Linked DNA regions of Zea mays: regions 2 and 3 are each linked to region 1. A link is a contact called in public Hi-C data. All regions are on one chromosome and are shown on one strand. The core of a region is the stretch at or near the end of the contact, and the rest is flanking DNA. Distances in the headings are between cores, read along the strand shown. Region 1 holds the start of LOC103651286 (zinc finger MYM-type protein 1-like). Region 2 holds the start of LOC100275866 (F-box/kelch-repeat protein). Region 3 holds the start of LOC100216945.

Region 1 (3,100 bases), core at 396-2,895:
ACCGGAAGGCGGAACGGACAGCCTCCTTAATTTGTCGGGTGGATGATCGATCATGCAGGAACAGGTCGTATCTGATGAACAAGGCGCGGGCGTTCCTGGAGCTCTTCTTCGCGATGTGGTTCGTGATGGGCAACGTGTGGGTGTTCGACGCGCGGCTGGGGTCGTTCCAGCGCGCGCCGAGGCTGTACGCGCTCTGCGTCAGCCTGCTGGCCTGGAACGCCGTCGTCTACTCGCTCCCGTTCCTCCTCTTCCTCCTGCTCTGCTGCTTCGTGCCCGCGGTCGGCTACGCGCTCGGCTACAACATGAACTCGGCCTCCGTCGGCCGCGGCGCCTCCGACGAGCAGCTCGCCGCGCTGCCGCGGTGGCGGTTCAAGGAGCCCGACGTGGCAAGGGACCGGGAGCGCGATGACCAGGCGAGTAACTTGAATCCGTTTCTGTTGCGTATGCAGTTATGCACAGACACGCTGCACGCACAAATTAATGATCACAGCAACTATTAAACTACCGCATCAATTATATTAGCAGAAAATATTAAAAAAACAGTTAGAAAAAAGGGAGGCCAGGAAGAAATTCGGCAAAGAACAAATGATTGGTGGACTCAAGTACCGCAGGCCGGAATAGGGGTAGCGCGAAAGTGGAAACGTGCGAGTACGAAACTAGAACGTGCTACCTTTTTTTGGATGGTACACTAAATATAACAAGTCCAAACTGTGCTTTTTTTGATACCATGATCGCTGTCATGTTGAAACTGTGATCTGAACTGCTTGAAATCACGCAGCTAGCATAGCAGTCTTGTAAAACCCATGTCTGAAACTGCAACTGTAGGAGTGCTGCATCTGCCTTGCGCAGTACGGGGAGAAGGAGGAGGTTCGGCAGCTGCCGTGCACGCACGTGTTCCACCTCAAGTGCGTGGACAGGTGGCTCAGGATCATCTCCTCTTGCCCTCTCTGCAAGCAAGAGCTCAAGTGACTGATGCCTACTCCGCTCCTACAGAGAGATGTGGGTGTATTCTCCCTCCCTTACTCTGACTGCGCCTGCCGATCAGCCACACCTACTACATATATACCACGACGACCGCCGGACGATGCGTGCGTCGCACCTCTCGCGAGGATCTCTCGGCGGGCCCGTGCTGACCTCTAGTAGACGCTGACAAATGATGTGCAGCAGGCGGCAGGTGAATTCGGTACCTTTTTTTTTTGTCTAGACTAGATCAAATGGGAATTGTGTAAACAAAAAGGTCTCTTTTTTTTTATGTATGTAACAATGTGTTGTGCGCCCTTGCTTCATTCAAGACTGAATGCATACTTTTCTTTGTGCTAGCTGGAGATCAAATGGCGCAGTGTACCGTGTTTTCTTTGTTGGGACTTGAGCATTTGCGCTGCTATGTCCCCGTTTGTTTCGGCTTTTCGTAGCTTCTGGCCACCAAAAGTTGCTGCAAACGGCCAAACACTCAGCTTTTCAGTCAGCTTCTATAAAATTCGTTTGGGTAAAAACCATTCAAAATCAACATAAATATATAATCGGTTGAGTCATCGTAATAGTAGTTATCCGTCACTTTATAGATCCTGAGCCCTATGGACAACTTTATCTTCCTTCAAACGTAATCTTAATGATACTCAGATTCTCAACACAGCCAGATTTTCCCCACAGCTAGATTCTCGGAAAAGCTGGTCAGAAAAAAGCTGAACCAAACAGGCCCTCTCCTCTCACCTGTCGAGTCAAATGTACAAGTGTCCAGTACGTTAGAGCATATCGAGAACTCAGTCGCGCCCGACAAGATTTGACGCGATTCAAAGGCCTGAACTAGTTTTAGAGTCGAGGCCTGATCGCTCCTGTCGACTTTGGGATTAGGCCTGGCTTGGCCCGTTTCCGTGCTCGGTCGGATTTTGGTGCCGAGTATGACCTAGCCCAACAAGACTACATGCATTCAAGCCTTTTTAATTTGACTGCTCATGCCGTGGAGATAGCGCACTTTGCTATCCTCAGTAATCGAGTACAATAGAGATTTGCGTCTGCATACACATCGAAGTTTAAAATAAAGGATAAAACAGAAGACGACATAAAATAACTGCTGGAGACAAACTAAGAGTGAATTTAGTTGGAATTTGTCGTAGAACAATTGTAGTCTACGAGCATCTTTAACATGAGTCCTGAACAAGATTGTATTTTAAAATATAGGACTAACGTCAAATAGACTCATCAAAATTTATTAATATTAACAATTATAGAACTCAGACTCTCGAGTCATAAATATAAGACCACATATGCTAGAACTTGATCCCATTTTGTACACTTTCTAGCTTTATTTTTTAAATAGCATGGCCTATTTTTTAATAACATGATATTGGACTTAACTGTTAGAGCTACAATTATTTTGGTGTCCCTACTCAGGTCATGTTTTAATTTTTATGACTTAAACATAGGGCTTTTTGTTGAAGATGCTCTAGGATTCACTATAAAAACTATTTAGAGTACACAGTACCTCTAGATCGTACCTCTAGATCCTTACATGAATATTTAAGTTGAAGTAAACTGTTTTGTTCTTGTTAGGATATACTCAGCAGCAGGGGCGGACCCACAGGGGGGTCCGGGTGGGCCCTGGCACACCCTAAGCCAGGCCCATCGGAGACCCCACCCGTTCATCTGCCGAGCGCTGAAGGCCGTTTCAACTTCCCGATCCTTCAGCTTCCAGTTCCCAGAATCACGAGTGCGGCTGTTCCTGGCGACTGGCGACTGGCGACCTCAACCTGGCTGGCGAGCGCGCGTTGCGCGGTTGGACGGCTGTCTGCAGGTGGCCTGGCTTTCTGTTCCTGACGAGCACCTGGCTTCCTGTTCCTGACGAGCGCGCGGCTGTAGTGCTGTGGCGAGCGGCCGAGCGGGTGCCTGCTCTGCTCTTCGATTGCTGCTGGTGAGTGGTTGCCTGCTCTGCTTTTGGATTGGTTGTGTTCTGTATGATAGGGACATGACGTCCAGAATTTTCAATTTAGCCTTTTTCTAGTAGTTTCACGTTTAGATCTTTAGAGATTAAAGAAACTAACACTGTTTTTTGGACGCCTGCTCTGCTCCTCCTGTGATTGGCTGCGATTGGTTGCGCTCTGTT
Region 2 (3,100 bases), core at 277-2,776, 250 kb after region 1:
CTCGCTATCAAATGATGATTTACAAAATCTAGCTGTTGCGACCGCTGAAGCTGTAATTTATAAAGATAAAATGCTACTGGAATAGAAACGTTTCGGATTAAAGCTAACCAAACAGCAAGAGTGGCACACCATACAAGAATATCTTTTTGTCTTTCACGACTTGACTTGCAAGTGGCAAACAGCGGTTGCTCCACTTGATTTGGTGTGTCGCCGCCGTGAGTTCAGCGTGGGCCCCTTGCAGCAACGGCCAACGCCAGCTCATCCAGCCCCACCGGCGAGCAGCCCAGGATGGCACGGCCCAGCGGCTGGGCCTGCACAGCTGGTGCGCAGGGCACCCAGTCCCACCGGGCCACGGCGATGGCGTTCCCCTCCTCCCACAGCTCGTAGAGCACCGCGCCGTTCGCCGGCTCGGCCGCATTGTACACGTACCCGCCCGCGGCGTTGCCGCACACCCCGATCGACAACGTCATGTCGTCCAGTTCCTCTTCGTCGTCGTCGTCATCAGTGTCGTCACGACGAAACAGCCTCTCGGACAGCTCCGGCGGCATCGCATCGCTGGATGCGGAGGGGCTCTGTTCCAGAGTGTCGCCGTCCACCTCCCATGCCTGGACGACGACCGTGCACTCTGCCTCCTTGTCTGCCCGCTTAGCCCCGAACAGAAGGAGGCGGTCCTCGGCGCCGGCGCGGCCGGGCGCGACGCCCCACGTGGTAACGGCGGCGTCGGGGCCGAGACGACGGGTGGGGCCCCACCGCCGGTTCGCCGGGTCGAACCAGCTCGCCCACCCGGTGGTCCTCTCCACGAGGTACACCCGCTGGTCCGTGGCGGCCGTGGAGAGCCACGTCGCGGCGGCTGAGTCCCTGAGCGCGTCCGGCATCGGATCGCAGGCGGTCCACCCGCCATCCTCGTGGACCTCGACCGCGGCGGCGTTGCCGCCCTCGGCCAGCGCCAGCCGGCACGCGCCGCCGAGCGCGACGACGCGGTCGCCCACCGCGGCCAACACCGGGTCGATGCGCCACACGCCGGGGGCATCCAACGCGACGCATCCGGCCGTGCCGAGCGGATCGGCCGCGACGGCGAGCCCCGAGAGCGAGAGCGCGCAGACGCGGTCCCCGCGCGCGCCGCGCAGGAGGCGGACGTGCGACGGCGTGGCGTGGCGCGGCGCCGGCACGGCGAGCCAGGCGCCCGAGCACGGGTCGTACGCCGCGGCGCACCGGAGGCCCCCGCGGCCCTGGAGGTGCACGACGAGCCAGGGCAGCCGCAGCGGGCGGCGGCGCAGCGCGGCGCGCACCGCGCGGAGCCACTCCCGCGAGACCCGCGCCGCGGCGGCGAGGTCGGCCACCGGCACCCGCTCCACCACGGACTCGAGCACGTCGCCGTAGAGGTACATCGCCGCGAGCGACGCGCCGTCGGGCACGCACGTCTCCTGGTGGCACCGGTGCTTCGGATGGTGAGCTCGAGCGCTGACGCCCATTCCTTTCCCCCGCAAGGATTCGCTAGGAGACAGCTCACAAGTGGGCTGTGTTGCTGTGATGATCTGATCTGATGGCCAAGGATAAATAGAGCGGAGTGGGGCCGTGGGGGTGGGAGTGGGCCGGCGGGGGCGCCAGCTTTGGAAAACCACGAGCGGTGCCGGTGCCGCGTGCCGCCGGGGTCAATGAAATGGAAATGGTGATAGTGTAGTACAGAGATAGGGTGGGCAGGGCATGGCGGCAGGGGCAAAGCTGTCGAGATGTGCGAGGGGCCAAATAAGCAGACATCGCTAGTCCGTTCGAACAAAAGCGACGTAAGGCTTATCGTTTTACTACGTATATAGAATTCTCAAATGGAGCGGAGCCTTCGGCACGGTTTGTTTCGGCTTCTGCTAGCTCTGCGGACTGCTAAACGTTCAACTTTTCAGCTAACTTCTATAAAATTCGTTGAGGCAAAAATTATCCAAAATCAACATAAACACATAATCGGTTGAGTCGTTGTAATAGTAGAAATTCATCAATTTCTAAATCCTGGACCCTATGAATAATTTTATCTTACTCCACACGTAATCGTAATGATACTTAGATTCTCCCCACAACCAGATTTTCAGAAAAGCTGGTCAGAAAAAAGCTTAACCAAACAGACCCTTGGATCGTTCGTCCGCAGCGAGCTCTAGAGCATCTCCAACAGAACCCAAAAATTAATCTCCCCGTACAAGAGAATAAGGATCTCCCAATATCTCTTAATTTCATTCTATGGGTACCGTCTCCAAAAGATCCCAAGATTTTCTCAAAATTTAAATCCATAAAGGCTCACAAATGATGTATGTAGCTGCCATCTCAAACCTCTCTATGCTGCCCCCAAACGTTGTGCGGACGTCGTCGTGCATGCACAAGAATCCTGTCGTAAAGATCAACGGTGGATTTCGGAGTGGCGGCCGCGGACAGAAACCAATGCTGACGATGGCTTGTTGACTTGGTGAACACGCGAACTCGCTTGTGGCTTCGACACAGGCTGGCGCCAAATGCTGAAACAGACGCAGGAACAACGTACGAGGCTCTATAGGGAGCTCGGGCGACGGCGAAGTTTTGCGCCATATACATGGATTTATTCGCCTGCGGTGGTTTAGGGATGCTTGAAAGGGTACTGTTGGGATCATTTTTTTTCTTTTTATCCTAAAATAAGGATCAGGATGGGTTTTTGGGCTCTCTTAGAGATGCTCTTAGACCGGAAATTATAAAACTAATAGTTAGCCAATAAAAATTAGTTGTTAGGTTTTAAACATCGTCAGCTAATACCGTAATTAATTATTAGCTACTTCATAGCTAACAATTAATTTATTAGTTGACTCAACTTAACTAATAATTTATTAAAGCATCTCAAGAAGTCCCTAAACCAATCACAAAACTGTTTTTAGCGAGAGAAAAAAAAAATCACATTTTAAGCTCTCCGACAGCTCCTTCTTCTTCTCCCCCATATTATCCCTGCCCCGTATCCGCTAGCTGCCGTCTCGCAAATTTGAGCGTCGCCACTCGCCAATCCCACCCTAATCGCCTCAGCACGCGTGCAGTTATTGGCTTCTCGCCTAATGCACCAGCTCACGGACGCGAGGAACCGCCCCAATTAGTG
Region 3 (3,100 bases), core at 332-2,831, 230 kb after region 1:
TTTGGTACAGTTTGCTGTTATAGTAACCTAATTATATTCCTACCACTCAGCCTGAAGCAGGACTGACATCTGATTTTTTTTATTTTATACACTTATTCCTAATTTATGGTGTTGTTTCTCTCTGAAGTGAGTAAAATTGTGAAGTGAGCCTTCATGTTTTCTATGTGATTGGTACCAATAAATCCAGCATACACCTTTACCTAAGGAAGTCATGTTCAGGATAGATAATTTTAGCTCGCCCTTTAGAAAGAAGCTCCTCAAGAGTATTGTGGCTTCTCAAATTTAGCTCAATACATGCTTTAATGTTCTCACACTAATTAGTGTTTACAGGTCATCGCTAGATCATGATGCTTCATTCTAAGTACTGCAGCTCCTCAGAAGAGCTGGTGACTTGTCTGTCTGGCCTCAGAAGAGCTGAATCTGAATCGCTGGTGCTCCTTGCCTCTGGCTCTACGGTTGTGCCACAGAGCAGCTGCTCCCACGGGCACAGCACAACTGTCTTCCGCTATAGAAGTTTGGAATATTTAAAACATAAGGCGAGGAGCTGCAGCGATGAGTTGCTATATTTATGCTAGGCTGAAAGGAATAACATAACCTGAAAGCTTGTATAAGGTTATTTATGCTAGGCTGCTGGCAACCTTTCAGGTTATATGCTAGGCTGCTGGCAATCTTTCAGGTTATGTTATTCCTTTCATACTTCTATTATAGTATTCATTAGGACAACAGTCACTCAAAATCATTACTTCATTTTCATTTATCATTTGTTACTCTGATCTCATATGGGCTGCCTTTTTGGAAATAATGCTGGTGAGTTTCAGGCCTCATTGGAATCTATTCAGAATTCACTAGCAGATGAGTTGCTAAAACTGACAGAACAAGTAACTTCTGACAATAGGAGTATTGCATCTTTATTTATATGTATGCACATTGGGTTGAAATTCTATGCAGTAGTCAGTGCGTGCTGTTACCCACTAGGCCTAGCCGTAGTCAGTGACTGCACAACCACAACCCGCTCTTGTGTATTTTGCGTTTGTGGATCGCATCACATGTTATTTTGGTCCTTCTATATTCATGCTACAAGGCTGCAAACTGTGATGCTCATACATTTATGTAACCAGTAACCTATAACGACTTTGATGTATATTATATTTTGTAACTGTGAACTTGACTATCGTAGATATGTAGCTTGCTTTACAGCAACATATGCCACTCGAACGATTTTTTAGTGTACGACTGTGCTACAATAACTGTAGCGCCCGGTAGGGCGCTGCCCTATTCTAGTCCAGCTTTAGGGTGTGTTTGGTTTGAGGTCAAAGTAGGATGAGTCGGGGGCGCCACCGTCCCCTCGATTTTTTGGGATCACGCCGCCCCAAAAATCACTCCGGTGTCCACCTCGCCCCCGCTTGACTCTCAACCAAACACTATAGAAAACATGGTCGCCTCATTCTATCTCTCTTTGTACATTCAACCAAACGCACCCTTACATCCCACCAACACCAAGGCTCGTTCTCAGCCCAGTCAAGGCCTCCGGTTCGAATACACCATGACAGCGCGGCGTGTAGTCGTGTTCTTGTGCGGCCGGTGCTCCCGGTGCTCCCCATCACACCACCAAACGGACCAGGCGAGGCGTCCTCCAGGCCCTAGCTCTGTGGTGTGCGCCTCTGCGATACTGCGACTGCGGGGCGCCGGTGCCCGTCCCATCGGCCGCCGAACTGTGCGCCCCGGTTGCCCACTAGGCCACTACTGCAGTCTGCACTCTGCAGATAACACAGAGGAAGGCGGAAGCCGATGGCCGCCGTGGCAAGCCCCGCCCTCCGGCTCCGCCCGAGAGCCGCCTCTACGTCGGCGACCTCCTCCTCCGCCCCTCCTCGCTGTCGCTTCGGCTCCTTCTCTCACTCCTGTTTCAAGGCAATTCCTCTCCCCTCCTCCCCTCCTTATGCACCTAGAAATTTCCCTCTAAATGTTGCTTGTTTAGTTGGGAATTTGGCAGGGTTTTGTTTATTTGATTTTCCCAATCCATCTTCCCTATGCACATGATCTAGTCGAATGGAAGACTCGAATCTGTCTTGGTGCGGTGGCCATGTGCCAATGGGTTTTTTCATGGAAGTTCTGAGATATAACATTCGGAATTTGCTTTAAAAAGCTCGGCAGTAACTAGTTGCCTTTCTAATCATATAAAGAATAGGCACCCAAATTCCCCTCAAGGACTTAACTTGGCTGGCCTAGGCTCAGATTGATTTTTCTTTACATGCCCCCAGTCACAAGTGCCTACCTATACTTCACATAGTGTATTTCTGCACGATATTAGCTCGTAGATATGCTTAAAATTGTTCGATTTTGTTGTATTGACTAGTGCGCTGGCATGGCTTATATATCTCAGTTTGGGAGGTCATTTCCAGTTCAGAGAGTCAATGGAAGCACGATGCAGCATTTCGGTACTCTAAAAGGTAAGTAATTTACATTCTCAATATGCTTTTCCAGAAGAACTTTGTTGAATTAGAGTAGCAGTTTGTGCTGATCTTTTACTCCACGCTAGCAGCTCAAGTTTTTAGCAGCACTGGCGACCATGATGGACGATTTCATATTAAGAGGACTATATGCTTTGCTGCTACGGACAAGCAGGAGCCGGTCGTTTCACGTTACTCAGACATGCCGGTTTTGCATGAGGCAGAAAGTGGTACTAAAGTTACCCCTGCATCTGAAAACTCCTACTTCGCTGGCAGAGGTGCTGGAAAACCAGGATTCATCTCTTTTCAAGAAAGCACCTTCCGAAAGTCAACTGTGGAGAGCGTGCCACATCCTGGCAAGGAAGCATCTCGATTAGTTTGGTTTATTGGCCCTACTATTCTCGTGTCTTTCTTGGTTCTTCCATCTCTTTACTTGCGCAAAGTACTCTCAGCAGTGTTTGAAGATTCCTTGTTGACAGGTATCCTTTCTTTGATAGTTTCAGGACTGTGGTGTTTGTTTTCTAGATTATGGATGTTTCATAACGATTATAGGGTAGACCTCGTGCCAGAGACTCCAACATGTTTCATAATTATGGAAAAGCATATGGAGAATGTAATTTACATTCTCCAACATGCTTTTCTCAATAGTTTTT

Evidence for each region. A called contact is a pair of places that touch in the nucleus more often than the background predicts.
Region 2: a contact with region 1 is called in a Hi-C map of endosperm, with 1.8 times the contacts expected there. The contact joins the promoter of LOC100275866 here to the promoter of LOC103651286 in region 1. A contact is called at or near these places in 5 of 25 Hi-C or Micro-C datasets (bundle sheath, ear, endosperm and 2 more).
Region 3: a Hi-C map of leaf shows a contact between it and region 1, with 6 times the contacts expected there. The contact joins the promoter of LOC100216945 here to the promoter of LOC103651286 in region 1. A contact is called at or near these places in 5 of 25 Hi-C or Micro-C datasets (bundle sheath, ear, leaf and 1 more).

What each region holds. Positions count from the first base shown.
Region 1 is chr3:210,601,345-210,604,444 of Zm-B73-REFERENCE-NAM-5.0, reverse strand. It overlaps LOC103651286 (zinc finger MYM-type protein 1-like), which reads left to right and starts at 1,645. Exons shown (of 2, transcript XM_008676910.2): 1 at 1,645-2,908. It overlaps LOC103651287 (E3 ubiquitin-protein ligase At4g11680), which reads left to right. Exons shown (of 3, transcript XM_008676912.3): 2 at 59-413; 3 at 826-1,319. The coding sequence ends at 969.
Region 2 is chr3:210,351,433-210,354,532 of Zm-B73-REFERENCE-NAM-5.0, reverse strand. It overlaps LOC100275866 (F-box/kelch-repeat protein), which reads right to left and starts at 1,526. Exons shown (of 1, transcript NM_001149835.2): 1 at 38-1,526. The coding sequence starts at 1,472. The coding sequence ends at 222.
Region 3 is chr3:210,371,008-210,374,107 of Zm-B73-REFERENCE-NAM-5.0, reverse strand. It overlaps LOC100216945, which reads left to right and starts at 1,581. Exons shown (of 5, transcript NM_001143327.1): 1 at 1,581-1,908; 2 at 2,381-2,447; 3 at 2,540-2,926. The coding sequence starts at 1,789.